Regions from separate parts of the Gossypium hirsutum genome. Here region 1 is linked to region 2. Evidence: chromatin contacts called from public Hi-C data. All regions are on one chromosome and are shown on one strand. Each heading gives the region's core, a stretch centred on a gene start, on an enhancer-like site or on the middle of the called end of the contact. The rest is flanking DNA. Distances are from core to core; before and after follow the strand shown.

Region 1 (6,854 bases), core at 1,464-3,963, 140 kb after region 2:
ATGCTTGTTGTAGGCTTGATATTGTGATCTTGTAGCCGAACATTTGATGATAGTGGAGCTCTTTATCGGACTCTAAAGTCCCGTGGTTTTTACCCTTAATTTAGAGGGGTTTTCCACGTAAAAATATCGGTGTCTCTATTTATTTTTGTTGTGGTTGCATTAGTTGATTTGTGGTTGATTAAGGTTGCTAGAGAACACATCTTGTGCTATTGTGCTTGCCATAATTTTTGACAGGAGTTATAAGGAGAGAAAAAACACCGGTTGTGCTTTCGCTTTGTTTCGGTTGTTCGGTTTCTTCCCAACAAAAGCAGGCTGCATATTTGATCTCATAAAGTAAATCAGCCACAACTTAGAACAAGTTACTTGAAAATGCTTAAAATATCATCAAATTCTACATCTCCTTTTTTCCTCAGAAGACTGGCATCCATGCTCATTAGTCTTATTTCTTTGGGCTTGTTTTTAGGCCTGACCCTCTAAGCCCAAATATAAAGCTGAGATTTCAACATGGATTATTCATATTTGATGGTCATTTTGATTTCTTTAGCAGCCTCCTCCTATCCTTATTCCTGTCTTTTCTTTTGTTAATTTCGAATGTGAAAAAAATTCTGCAGAAGTTAGAGGAATAAAAAAATTTCACTACTCTTGTGCATTTTTATAATGATATATATATCTTAGAAAGTATATCTGAAATTTATTTAAAAAACAACCATAATGAATTTATATATATATATATATGATATTTCAAGAAAAAAAATTAGTCGTTAATATGAATTTATCAAAAAATACTTGGTACATGAATTTTTTTTCGGTACTTGATTGCTATCTGAACTTATATTATGTCACCTAAATTGATGGGGACCCATTATGCCAAAAGCGAGAGAAACTCTATCTTTCACTTTCTTTTTTACGACTCCATGTCGCGACATGGGAGGGACCCAGGGACATAAAAGAGGATCCTATCAACTTGTTCTGACCTAGGATAATAAGCTCATGGGCTTGGTTTAACTTCACCGTCAAGAAACGAAAGAAGGCTTCCATCCCCAAGTTTAATTCAGATGTAGCTTGCTTCTTGTTAGGTGTGAAGCAGTGTCAATCTCTGCACTAACATCGTTAGTTTGTGTTGACATGACGCTCGTAACCAATCTGATAGTGAAATGTAACAATTTTTTAGTATGATATGTGACGAGCATAAATTAAAAAAATTTAAAAATCTTTAAAAATATATAAATTAATAAAAAACAGTAAAATTTATTTATTCAAGTTAACTTTTAAAAAATTATAATTTTTTAAATTTATATTTATCACGTGGCATACTAAAAGGTTGCCACGTGTTATCAACGAATTAATCATTAGTGTCACACCAGTAAAAATTAAAAGTTTGAATATCAGTTACTTACTTTAGAACAAAAATTAGAGAAACTACATATTAATTTTTTAATATTATTATTATTATTATTATTATTATTATTATTATTTTGCAACTTCGTGAAACTTGGATTTTGATTTGATTCTAAAGGAAGCAATAACTAAGGTAGCTAGTACCTGTGACTTCAGACCAATTGACAGATTCTAAACATGATTTAACATGTTGAATGAACATTTTCATGTTCATAGTCCCAGTTTTGAGAGAAGGGAAGCCTGGTTTTTGGGGCATTCATGTAATTCACAAACATTAAAGGGAAAAAGTTGATATGGTACACAAGTAAAATATCCAAGTATCTAAATGAACACAAAAAGAAATTCTAATTAGATCTTACAAAGAAAATACTTAGCTCAGGACCAGATGCTGCACCATCTGGATTGATCATATAGAAAGCTTCCGAGTCCTTTGATCCCACCACTCTCTCAAATCTAGCTCTCATATACGTCAGTTCCCCATCGGCCGTCACTGTTTCCTTGTCGTTTGGGCTAGGAAGCACCCCAGCACCCATCGAAACCCCTCGCAAAAGCTGCATGACATGAAGCTCGTCATCCGACAATTGTTTCCTTCTAATAGAATAACCCATCTTTCTGCCATTGCAGAGCACTGCCCACACGAACTCCTCCAACACTTTCTTCTTATGCGTCTTGGTTTCACTCTCCAACGCTATTCTCACAATATCAGACGCCATTTCCTTTTGAAGTAAGCTGGTTAGCATTGGTAGTTCAATCACGAATATGGGCACGCTGTGGGGATCGTCTTGTATGGCTAAGCAAACTCGGCCTTTACGATACCCGAAAATTGTACCCGTTGTAGCACTATCTTTAAGCATTGGCCTCCGGGGTCGACCCAGTAGTGCTACCATCTTGCACCCGGAGGTTAGCATGGGGAAAAGCTTGAACATGCGCAAGAGACCGCCACTACTACTGGTGGGTTTCCGGTGCTTTTCGCCGGGAGTTGGCCGGAGCAAAGACAGTATTGCCGGATTATCCATTTGGAAATATGGACTGGAGTGAATGGGTGGCATCGTTGGACTTTTTTGCAAGTATTCAATTCAAGGGAGGGGGCTATTGTGAGTAGATTTACAAAGATAAAATTAATATAGAGGGAGAAAATGGGGACCAAGGGGAGGTCTACTTGGTTTTCATTATCCTTGGAATCTTTGAGGTGGGGAAGAGAAGACGAAGAAAGCCTGAAAGAGACGTTACTTTTATTTATAATTTAGAAATATATATGATAAAATTTAAACAACTTTACATTTCAATCAAGGTTATTTAATTTTAATATGAATTTATTATCCAGTTATAATCTAATTTGATTTATTTATTTTTATTATATTGTGTATATTTTCAATTGTGAAAACACTAAAGTTGTTGCAAGTGTGTTATTGTAGAAAAAGAGATACAAGCATAAGCTTGGTACTTAAGTAATCTTTCATACTGTTGAATCATTTAACAAATATTAGTAGAAGCAACCATTCAATACCTTCCACCAACAAACACTTCTTAATCAATGAAATTGCATCAACAAAAAACAAAGTTAGATTTAATATTCTCAAATTCATAGTGGATCCTAGTTTCTATTTGTAGGATATTATAATTCACTAAATTCTTTCTTGCAAATTCAATCTTTATACTTCTGTTGTTAATATTGTAATATTTAATATTTAGAGTTACTCACGTTTACTCATCAATTTTTAAATAAAAAGATAATTGTGTTTCACCCTCATATGCTTATGCCTACAAAATTATAGTAAATAATTAGGGTGAAGAGAGGACGGTGAAAAGGATAAGATAAAAGGAGGTCGGATCACATCTTGTGTTAAGAAAAACACTCTCAAAAGGAGGAAAGAAAGGACTCTTGTAATGTTGGGTTTATAGCATGGGACTCTGATATATCTACTTTATGCTTCCTAAAAAAAAAAAAGAAAACCCATCACAAATTCTCACTAATTATTGAGGTTCAGCTCATGTTCCACTGTTTCATCCATGGACAATGGGGCAAAGCAAAAAAAAAAAAAAGGAACACCTTTGGTTATGCTTGTGACCGACTTTTCTTTAATGCTGACAGGCCATAGTCTCACTCGATAGAGGCATTTCAGGAAGCACCAAAAACTCGAATATTTGATCATGTTGTTTTCAATTGCCTCAAAACATTTCTCATAATTTGAACCCTAAACAAACTCATCAATCACTGGTAGTTTATAGAGTAAAATTTCCAGTTCTCCTCACATGCCCTGTTAATGATTCAGCAGCCATGTGAAAAACAAAGACAGGTCCTTTTCAAACCGGGATTCATCTAAACAAAACAATGAATCAAATCTGGCTGTAAGTAATAGATGAACTAATGATGGACCACTCAAAATTGCTCCCCGTCTTAGCTTAATGATAACACTTGAACAAAATTTCCAAAGATTTATTATAGATTGGTATGTTTTAAATCTGGGTTTGGTTAGTGGCCCTCACCAGACTGATTAGACGAAGGGTTACATCATATTCCATAAAAATGATATAGTTGGCGTGTGAGTTTAAAAGCCTTAACAGCTCACCTGGGCTCCATACTAGAAAGAGTTTGCTTATTGAGTTTGATGAATTTGAAGTGCAAACGAACATGCAAGCTCAGAATCACACTTTGTCCAATTATTTAACTGTGTTTCCATGAAAGGAAATAAGAATTACCCAATCAATCAAATTCTTGATAACTATATATCACTTCAATTGATCAACATTAAATACACTAACTTTTCCTTTGTTCAAATTACCAACAAATAGTTAGAACTTTCTATTAATATTTGAATAAATTTGAATTTTAAAGTTAATATTATTGAAAGGATTTTTTTAAATATTATCATAACTAGAATAGAATTAAGCTTAAGCTATAAAACAGTAGAAAACACCTATGATTATATAAAAAAAATCGTCGTTCAAAATTTCTACTAGTTTTTTAGATTGAGTCAATAGACTCTTCCATGTAGTTGACTGCCAGTTCATGATTCATCACTTTCAACTAACCTTAAGTTTGAATAAATAATTATAAAGAAAAAGAAAGGGAAGCAAAGAAAAAGAAAAGGGTTGAATTTCCTATAAATGTTGAAATTAAAAAAAAATAGATTAGGTTATTTTTAAAAAAAATTATAGGACTAGATCAATTTTACGAAAACGCTTCTAGCTGAAAGTGTTTTTAGTTGATTAGTAGAAAAATGTGTTCAGCTAGAAGCGTTTTCAGTGTATTTGCAATAAAACACTTCTAGCTAGAAGCACTTTCTACCACATAAGTTGAAAACGTTTTCAGTTGGAAGCATTTTCTTTGTTCATTTTTAGGGCTAGGGTTTAGTTTTTTAAAGCAGGGTTAGGGTTTTGTGGATTTTAGAATTTAGGGTTTTGTAGTTTTTTTATATTTTTTAAGTTTAAATTTTTGGATTTTTTTATATTTTTAAGTTTTTTATATATATTTTTATATAATTTTTTGGTATGTAAAGTTAATAATATTTGCATTATTAGAATTGAAAAATTCAATTCGATTCAAAATCGAAACTCGAACTACTCGATTTTATTAAATCTTAGTTTTTATTTCTTTTCAAATTTTTTTGAATGCAACTAAGTTTTGATCGTTATTTCCAGTGCATTATTTTCGAACATTCAGAATCCAGTGCATTATTTTTGAACATTTAGATCTAGTGAGAAAATATATCCCAAGAATCCTAGGATATCTGATGATTTAGTGGGGAAAAGTTTGAAGTTGAAATTGCTAGAGGGAAAATGCTCTACGTAGGATGCATTTTCAATGCACTATAAAAACAAGCACTGAAAGCGCGTCCAGTTAGATACGGTTTCCACTAACATAGCCTGAAACCGCTTCCAGCTGGACGCACTTTTTATGTTTTTTTTACAGTGCACTGAAAACGCGTCCTACATAGAGCGTTTTCCCTCTAGCAATTTCAACTCCCCACTAGTCCGGGAAAATTTTCTGAATCAATTGCCGCTCACCCCCGAGTCTATAAAAGCAATCTATTCCAGCATTGAGTGGCATAAGACATTTACGAGCAAAAAAAATTGTAAGAAGATCAGAAGAAGAGAAGTTAGCACATAAGACATAATTTGGAGCTATCACGCAATCTGCATAAAGTAAGGATCAATTTTTGTTGTTCATATTTAATTACAACATTATTTTTCTTCATAATGTTCTTATTTTGAACATGTGGAGCATGTTATTTTATTGAAAATGAGTGGATGAATTAATGCTATTTTTTATTATGACGGAGAAGTGCATGACACCAAGAACGTAGTCTTTTTTGTCAGAGAACAAAACGCGGTTGACTTTTAAACAAAACATACAGCTGCCAGAACTGCATTAAAGAATTAGGCGAAAAATCATGGAATCCAATTTGACGAGAATATTGTCACTTAAATATCGAATTTGTGTTTTGGTGGACCCCGTCAGCTATGACGTTTTCGATATCAAAGGTGCGAGGGGGTTGGAGGCGATGGTGCAGACGCATATTTACAATGGATCACTATATCTTGAGTTATATGCAAAGTTTGCAAGGACAGAAGAAGACCCTCGGAAGTCAACATATGTTTCAGTTCAAGAGGCTAGAATGGAAGAACAAGCTAAGAGTCCAACGATACAGTTGTGTGTTAGGTTCACTGCTTTGTTAGAAAGTTCCCATTATGATATCCCAGAATCATTAATGGGAAGACACTCATCTATTTCGGCCCTAAATTTCAATCGCGGTAGGGAGAACATCTAACAATCAAGGTTTGGTGGTAACACGGAATACTGAACCCCTACATGACACTCAATTAGTGGGTTTGATTTGAGCTTCGGTCAACCGATGTTCAACACTAGGAACAATTACAAGGGAATGACATCAAGTTTCAGCAGTTGGCATCAACAGGTGATTTTCGTTATTTCGACAACTATAAAAGAAAGGATTATGTACTCCCTACGACGTCCACCGACAAGGGGACATTCAACCCTAGAGATATTGGTGGGGTTAAGAATGAAGAGGGTATTGAATCTGATACCGATCCAATCCAGGAGCTCGCTGCTGGCGGTTTAGAAGTTGCATTATTTTCTGAACCAAAGTCGGTTCCAACTGAACCAAAAGATAGTGGCTTAGATGATAAAGGTCCGGGCGAATATGCTGAAGAAGATCCATAATTCAAGGTATACTCACCTCCAGACCACATGCATAATATGGACCTATCAGTAGAATATGTGTTGAATTTTGCAGAACTACCACAGAAAAGACAAGACCATGTGAGTTTTTCATTGGATTTGGGTGATTTAGAAGTGGAGAAATAGTTTTCCTCTAAAGATGGTTTTGTCGTTATAGTGAAATGATACATCATCAAGAATAGGGTAAACTTTCACGTTATTAAATCTCAATCTGATAAGTTTGAGGTGAAAAGTGCAATTCAAGACAATAGAT
Region 2 (7,165 bases), core at 4,012-6,511:
TAGATCTTGTACGTTGCGTGGTATGGAATCAAAAGATATGCTACATCCCATTAGAGATTGAGTTATGGCCAAGGAGGTCTGGTTGTAGGTAATTCCTATAGAGAAACGAAGAGGGTTCTTTTTAGGTAGTTTACCTGAGTGGATTGCGAATAATTTGCAAAATAAAGAGGGACTGTTGTTGGAGGATGTGGAATGGACAAGTCTTTTTGGCCTTTTTGTGTGACATATCTGGAAGAATAGAAACCTCTTTATTTTCCAAGGTACGCAATGTAGTGCTAGTGAGCTTATCAAAATATCTTACAGGTCGGCTAAGGAATATAGATTAGTACAAAAAATGCGTCTATCTAAGAGTCAGCAAGTAAGAATGGCGATTCCTTGGAAGGATAGATGAGTTTAATTAAATACAGATGGTGTTATTAAGGTGGAAACTGGTAAAGCTACTTCAGAATGAGTCTTGCGAGACTATGAAGGCAAATGGATCTTAGGATTCAATAGATGTTTAGGGAAGTGCTTAGTCTTTGATGCAAAATTATGGGGAATCTATGACGGCTTGTTCATTCTGCAGAGTTGAAATTATGAGAAAGTACTGATTCATACAGATATTGTGGAAGTTGTGAAAACTATTCAAGAGTCTTTTAAGAATTCCTCAAACTTTACTTTGATTAGGTGAATTCATTAATTGTTGACGAATATTGGACAATGGTTGTTGAACTATGTCCCTAAAGAGAAAAATAAGGATGCTAATTGCATAACCAAAATAACTTTTGATAGAGGAAAGCTTTATTTTATTTGAAGAAACTCTTAAAGAGATTTCATATGTCTTAAGTTAATGTAATGTTTATTTAAAAAAAAAATTGCAACACTCATCCCCATAACCACATTGACCAAAGTACAAAGAAAATAGAACCAACTGACACCTGGAAAATCTGGTACATAGACTTCTAGCTTACTTAAACCAATAATGGAGAAAAGGAGAAATGTTGTAACCATATTTGGTTGGTATTGTGTAAAGCTCCGATGAAATTAAAATTTTATGATTTTTAATATTAATTATTTCTTTGTATTGTTATTAACTTCTACCATTTATTATTGTTTTAATAATTAATAAAATAGCATTAAAATAATATAATAATAAAAATTTAGAAATGGAAATGAGAGACAAAGATTTTTATATTGTTGAATTGTTTTGTGTAGTTTGAATATTAAAGAGGAATTACTTACATCTAAATTATCAATAAGAATTACATTCAAAAGTTTACTTAAACATATATTAGCACTGGTTCAAGTGCTGCTTAAAAACTGTCTATATTCCCCACACGTAATCATATTGATAAAAAATATATTATTAAAAATTTCTTGATAAAAAATTCCTTTTTTTATTAAAATTTTATAAAAGAATATATTTTTAAGTTACCAAAGAAAATTCGCCTAGGGGAACTATATGACAAGTAAAATGTTAGGGACTTGATGAGTGAGATGTTGAAATGAGCTTCTTCTAGCATAATTCTGTTTTAGGATTTGATTAAGTTGAAATGATCTCTGTCGGTTCTATCATCTATGAAGCCGGATATATAAACTATAGCCCTTCATTAAACAGGCTCCTAGAAATACATTGAACATATATAACTACAATCAAGTCGTGTTTTCCAGTAGGCTACTAGCAAAGCAGATTAACTGCTATTTAGAAACTATTAACATCTACTTGCAGGCATCTACTGACTGAATCACGAATCCATGTCCGGCGTCGATGCTATTAACTCGGGTGAGCTTGGGAGTGGGTCTACTTGGCTAAGTGGAACTGCTTTTTGGAGAACATGGAAAATGTTGACATCCAGGATCATTGGTTTACTTCCTATATTTGCAGGCTGAAATACACACACATCATGTTCCTCTAAGTTGTTGTCGTTCACAAAGTTCCTCCATCCACCTGAAAGACCTCCACAATCACGGCTTCTGTGATAATAAAATCGGGTCTTCCATGTACGTTTGTTCATTCGAAGAATCACATCCGCATTATCTTTCGGGAGATATTTAGCCACCCATGCAGTAGGGACAGCCTGCACAAACTCAAAAAAGGAAATAACTGTAAATCATTGAAGAATGGAAAGCAGTTTGATCGAGTTCAGGGATGATGTTTACCATATAAAACCGTCTCCCAACATGTGTGGGCTTCATAATTATCATAAATCCTTCATTGGTTAATGCTTCTTGTGCCTTTAAGAGGACATTCGTTTTCTCGAATTGAGTCACGAACCTTTTACCCGTTGTGTGCCACAAGCCAAAGACATCGCCATCGCCATCCATTGTTGTATGTTCATACTCTGAATCATTCACATGTGAGGGCGGAAATGAGAGTACAATTATCAGTCATCAATTCCAGTTACGAAGGTAAGATAATCCAACTATATGGAAAAAACAACGAAAAAGTAAGCACTCATTCCGAGTACCAAAAGCATTGAGAGTGACCATAATATTGCAGTGTCAAAAGTTAAATTCTACCATGGAATGCAGTCTTAGAGGCTAGAAGTACTCCTACCAGTTTCAAGTCTTTCGACCTTCACTTCTCCAGGAAAAGTAGGAAGTTCTTTGCCTACAAGGCTCTGCTTCGCATGGATAGACCGAGTACCATTATCTGAATTTCGGATCTTCTTTTTACTAGCTGCAGAGTTGATAGGTTTTCTTGAGGGCCTCGCATCCATGTCATTGTTAGTCGATTTTTCAGGACCGCTTTCGAGGCCACATTGAGAAGAATTGTGCAAAATTTCATCACTATTTTCATTCACCTTCCTTTTAGTTTGGTGAGTGGCATCAGATTCTGTATGCATACACTTCCTCACGAAATAAGAAGAAGCTTTTTCACACAAGCTCTTGCCATCAAACATTAGAACATCAAAATGGGACACTCCATTGTATTTGAAGATCAAAAAATCATTTGCAACCAATGAATGGTCTTTTACAAAAGTTTTCCATCCACCGTTGAAAAACAAGGTATCATCATCATCTACTGTCAGTCTTACATCCCATATGCTACCACTAGGACCTTTAAGAGTCACAGTTTCTGGAAGCTTTTTCTTGATGTTCTTAGCAAACTTTTCTGGTATTTCCTGCAGTTTGATATATCATTAAAATCCAAGGTGAAACCTTTCACTAGAATTTTTTAATAATAGGCAAAAGAGGGCGGACAGTTTACCCTAAAAGCAAAGTCAAGGGATGAACTGCATATTTCAATCAGAGTTCTTTCTTTCCCCCAAAAAGAGTTTCACTTCAACTAAGCAAAATACACTAACAACAAAGGAAAAAAGCAGGAACTTACCAACCGCTGAAGAAAATCACCATGGAGAAATTGTGAGAAATGTACACACTGAAAATGGGTCCAAAAGATTTCCTCTTCCCAGTCCCTACAATCCTTACATGTATCTTCCATTTGCTTTAACCAAAGAGAACTGCAACTCAGAACTCAGATGATCAACAAAACAATAGAAAGTGTTAGAGATGATAGAAATATCCTACTGCAAAACAAAATCATTAGCAGGGAAAATAAACTAAATGTGAACATATAAAATAATCACTGTGGCATCTAAAAATCGTAGTCTTAGAAGTAAATTCGCCGTAATCTTGTAGTGAAGATCGCCTCTAACGTTAACACAGAACTTCTATATTTATAAAGGTTTTCTAGAAAAGAATCGGGAAAAAAAACAAAAAATTAGTCGAAAAATTTTGACCTAAAAAACTGCAAAAAGAAACAGACGAGAGAAAAAGAGAAGAAGAACCTACTATTAAAATAATAGTGTCAGTTTTTTAAAACAGCAGAGAATTTTCCACAATCAAAAATATTTCCTGCAACAGTAAGAGAATTTTCCCCAACTGAATATTTTTTGCACTACCAACAGGAGATCTATCTAAAGAAGGAAGCAGACTGCTCACCTTAATGGGTTCAACCCAGAAGTCAAAGAAAATGGAAGAAAATAAAAAGAAAAACCCAAAAGTTGTAAGTTATTAGCTATGAAAAGTACAATTCATCTGCAGGCTGGTTTCCATCATTCTGAAATAAATGCTTTGCTATTATAGTTCATTTAGTTTTAAAATTCTGGGTCACTGAAGAAGCCAAAGGCATTATTGAGAAGTTAAAACTAAAGCAAACAAAAATTAGTAAAGATGATCGAATTGTTTGTACCAGAGAGAAGGATGGAGTTGGTGGAGCTGAGACTGAGACTGAGACTGAGCTGGAGTAGTGGACCCGTAGGGCAGGAGTCTCTTTTTAAGGACGTCTTAAAGGGCGAGCCTTTTTTGTTGTGGAGTGGATTAAGAACATAACAAATAGTTTAGAAAACATGGCACTTGGCAGTTAACATTTCCCACGTTTCAACTTCGGGGACAGCGCCGTTTGGTCTGGTTTCCACAACCCCATCATGTTTGGTCCGGATAAGGGACTAGAAGTGGGTGGCCGGTTCTGCTGTGAGCTTAAAAAAATAATAAATTACATCATCAGTCATTCAATTTTGATACAAATGATAAAATAATCACTTTAATTTTAATTGAATCACTTAATTTTCAAAAAATAATAAATCAATCATTAACATTATTAAAAAATGATAAATCAATTACCCATTAACATTTTTTGTCCTAGGCCAAAACCCAAGCCAAAACCCAAACCACAACTTCCAATTTATACCCTCATAACTACATTGTTATGTTGCCAAACCACAACTTTCAATCTTGCCAAAATCAGAAACAAATATTGCAACCTAACTGTAGAAATATCACAACCAGCTACCCAAATATGAATAAAAACATCCAAATATAAACATGTAAATTATGTCAATATCTATCCAAAAAGAAGTTTAAATAGAGACGTGGATATAAAAGAAATTTACCTGGACATGAAGGGTGGAGCGGATCCCAGGAGAAGGTTGAGGCAAGCACAAAATAGGGGTGCCCTCAGCATGGACAACAAGCCTTACACCAACACTCAATGGCCACCCATCTTAAGCTAAAGTGGAAAGGGTCCCTATAAAAAACATTTCCATTATGGTCTTGGAAACCTCAGCGGGAAATGACTTGTGGCTGGTTTTTGTTGGTGGGACTGAAACAGTGGAGAGCGAGGAGCATAATTTGAATGAGGGTTTGGGTTTTGCTTGAAGGAATTTGGGTTTTGGAGGGAAGGGTGGAAGGAAGTGTGTCGACAAGGATTGAGTTTGGATTTGGAGACTCATTTTCATTCCCCTTCGGATTTCCTTGCTAAGATAGATATGATATTAGATGTCTTCGCTGTGTTGGTATTTTTTGAGTGATAAAACAGAAGATTAGGTTATTAAATGTTAACAATAATAATAATAATAATAATAATAATAATAATAATAATAATGAGTACAAGAAAAAGAAATGGAAATGACCTCAAAATGAGATGAGATGGTGCATTTAGTTAAATATGGTGAAGGAAAGCTCTTGATCCTTCTCGTCACTGGAACTATTCTCTGTGAAGCTTGTCCACTGTCGTTACCGTGATCCACAACCTCATGCTGCTGTTGAACCACTCTATACTTTTTCTCTAATTCTCCTCCTCCTCCTCCTCCTCTTTTTTTTCATTCTTCTTCTTTGGTTCTTTTTCTTTTACTGCCCAACCCAGCTAGGGTTTTAAATTGGGGTCCTTTACACAGTAGGATGCCATGTTACTTTTCTGTTAGGTTTGTAATAAAAATGGTTAAAATGACTGATTTGTTATTTTTCAAAAGTTGAGTGGTTAAATTAAAATCAGAGTGGTTGTTTTGCCAACTGCATTAAAATTGAGTGACTGTTAGTGTAATTTACTCAGAAAGAAATTATGATAAACTTTTACCTATTGAATAGGTTTTTTTAGACACTATATCTATTGAACAGATTACAAGTTAATAATTTATATATTATCATAATTTTTGTTGTTTTTTATAATAATTAAGTAAATAAAATAAAATAAATTTATTAAGAGAACCAAACTTTATATCTCCTCATTTTTTTATACTATCTCATATTCTTTTAATATTCTCTCGTAAATTTTTTTACTTCAATTTTTTTTATATTTCATCATAATATTTTTTTGTATTCTATCATAATTTTTTATATTTCTTAGGATTTTTATATTCTTTTTTTTATATTATCTCATAATTTTTCATATTGTTTCAAAAAAAAAAGAATTTGGTACGATATATAGTTTTTGAGTAAAAAAATATTATTCTTAAATATAATGAAATTCTAATGAAATTTTTTTACGGAAAAAATTATAACTGTTAAATTTTAAATTTGTAATGCTAAATTTCGGTATTGAAAAATTATATTTGATGATACTTTTTTTAATGTGAAAAATTAAATAAATGAAAAAAAGTTACTAAAACAAACCAAAAATTGTTAACCTTCATAATTTTTGGTATCCCCTCAAGTTTTGTTGGTATTCCTTGGGTAAATTAACAATATATGCCAAATTTTTTATTTGGCCTTTTAGGTCATTTTTTTTTCAAATTTAGAGAAATAAGTCATTTTTAGAGAGAGAAAGGGAAAACATGCCCAGCTGGACGCGCTTTCCTCCTCTCTCTCCTAGGGTTAGGGTTTTTTATTTTGTTAGGTAGAGGGGTTTTGTTAAGGTTAGGATTTTTTAAGGGTTTAGGGTCAGAGTTTAGAGGTGAAACTGCAAAAATTTATAAGTAGATTTGAGGGGTCGAGAATGTGATAATGTGCCTTAGAACAGATATATTTCATATTTCATGGCAGATAGAACCATTACCTCATAAACCCATCCTAAGGAAGTTAGGATTTGGGGTGATAGTGCCTGATATGGTCACCGGTTGATGTCTAGGTTGAGGTCCCTGTCGACGGCCGTGACGTGGTCACAGTTTCAAGTATAACTAGGGGCTAGTTAATGGTCGTTTTGTAGCCACGGGTTCAAGCTTTTTGGATACCCGTAAATGATGCCTTATATATATCATACATAAGATTGAGGCCAAAAATAATAGGGGAAAACGAAAGGATTTCTGATGTAATCAATGTAATTTTTTCTTTATTTCCAGACAGTCGGTATATTTAACATTTCATTCTTATTTGATGGCTGACACCGAGGTGAACACAAGAGGACTCTCAGGCAAAGAACAGATGTTCCGGCATAGTAGAAGTCAAACTTGGGTCGGCACGGAGCAGT

The links. A called contact is a pair of places that touch in the nucleus more often than the background predicts.
Region 1: a Hi-C map of leaf shows a contact between it and region 2, with 1.6 times the contacts expected there. The contact joins the promoter of LOC121212509 here to the promoter of LOC107918032 in region 2. A contact is called at or near these places in 4 of 34 Hi-C or Micro-C datasets (hypocotyl and leaf).

Annotation. Positions count from the first base shown.
Region 1 is chrA01:26,432,375-26,439,228 of Gossypium_hirsutum_v2.1, forward strand. It overlaps LOC121212509 (protein MIZU-KUSSEI 1), which reads right to left and starts at 2,714. Exons shown (of 2, transcript XM_041085549.1): 1 at 1,758-2,714; 2 at 740-1,143. The coding sequence starts at 2,447. The coding sequence ends at 1,111.
Region 2 is chrA01:26,287,268-26,294,432 of Gossypium_hirsutum_v2.1, forward strand. LOC107918032 (B3 domain-containing protein REM16) reads right to left here and starts at 5,262. Exons shown (of 6, transcript XM_016847525.2): 1 at 4,875-5,262; 2 at 4,175-4,460; 3 at 3,314-3,443; 4 at 2,537-3,104; 5 at 2,140-2,321; 6 at 1,571-2,057. The coding sequence starts at 3,424. The coding sequence ends at 1,725.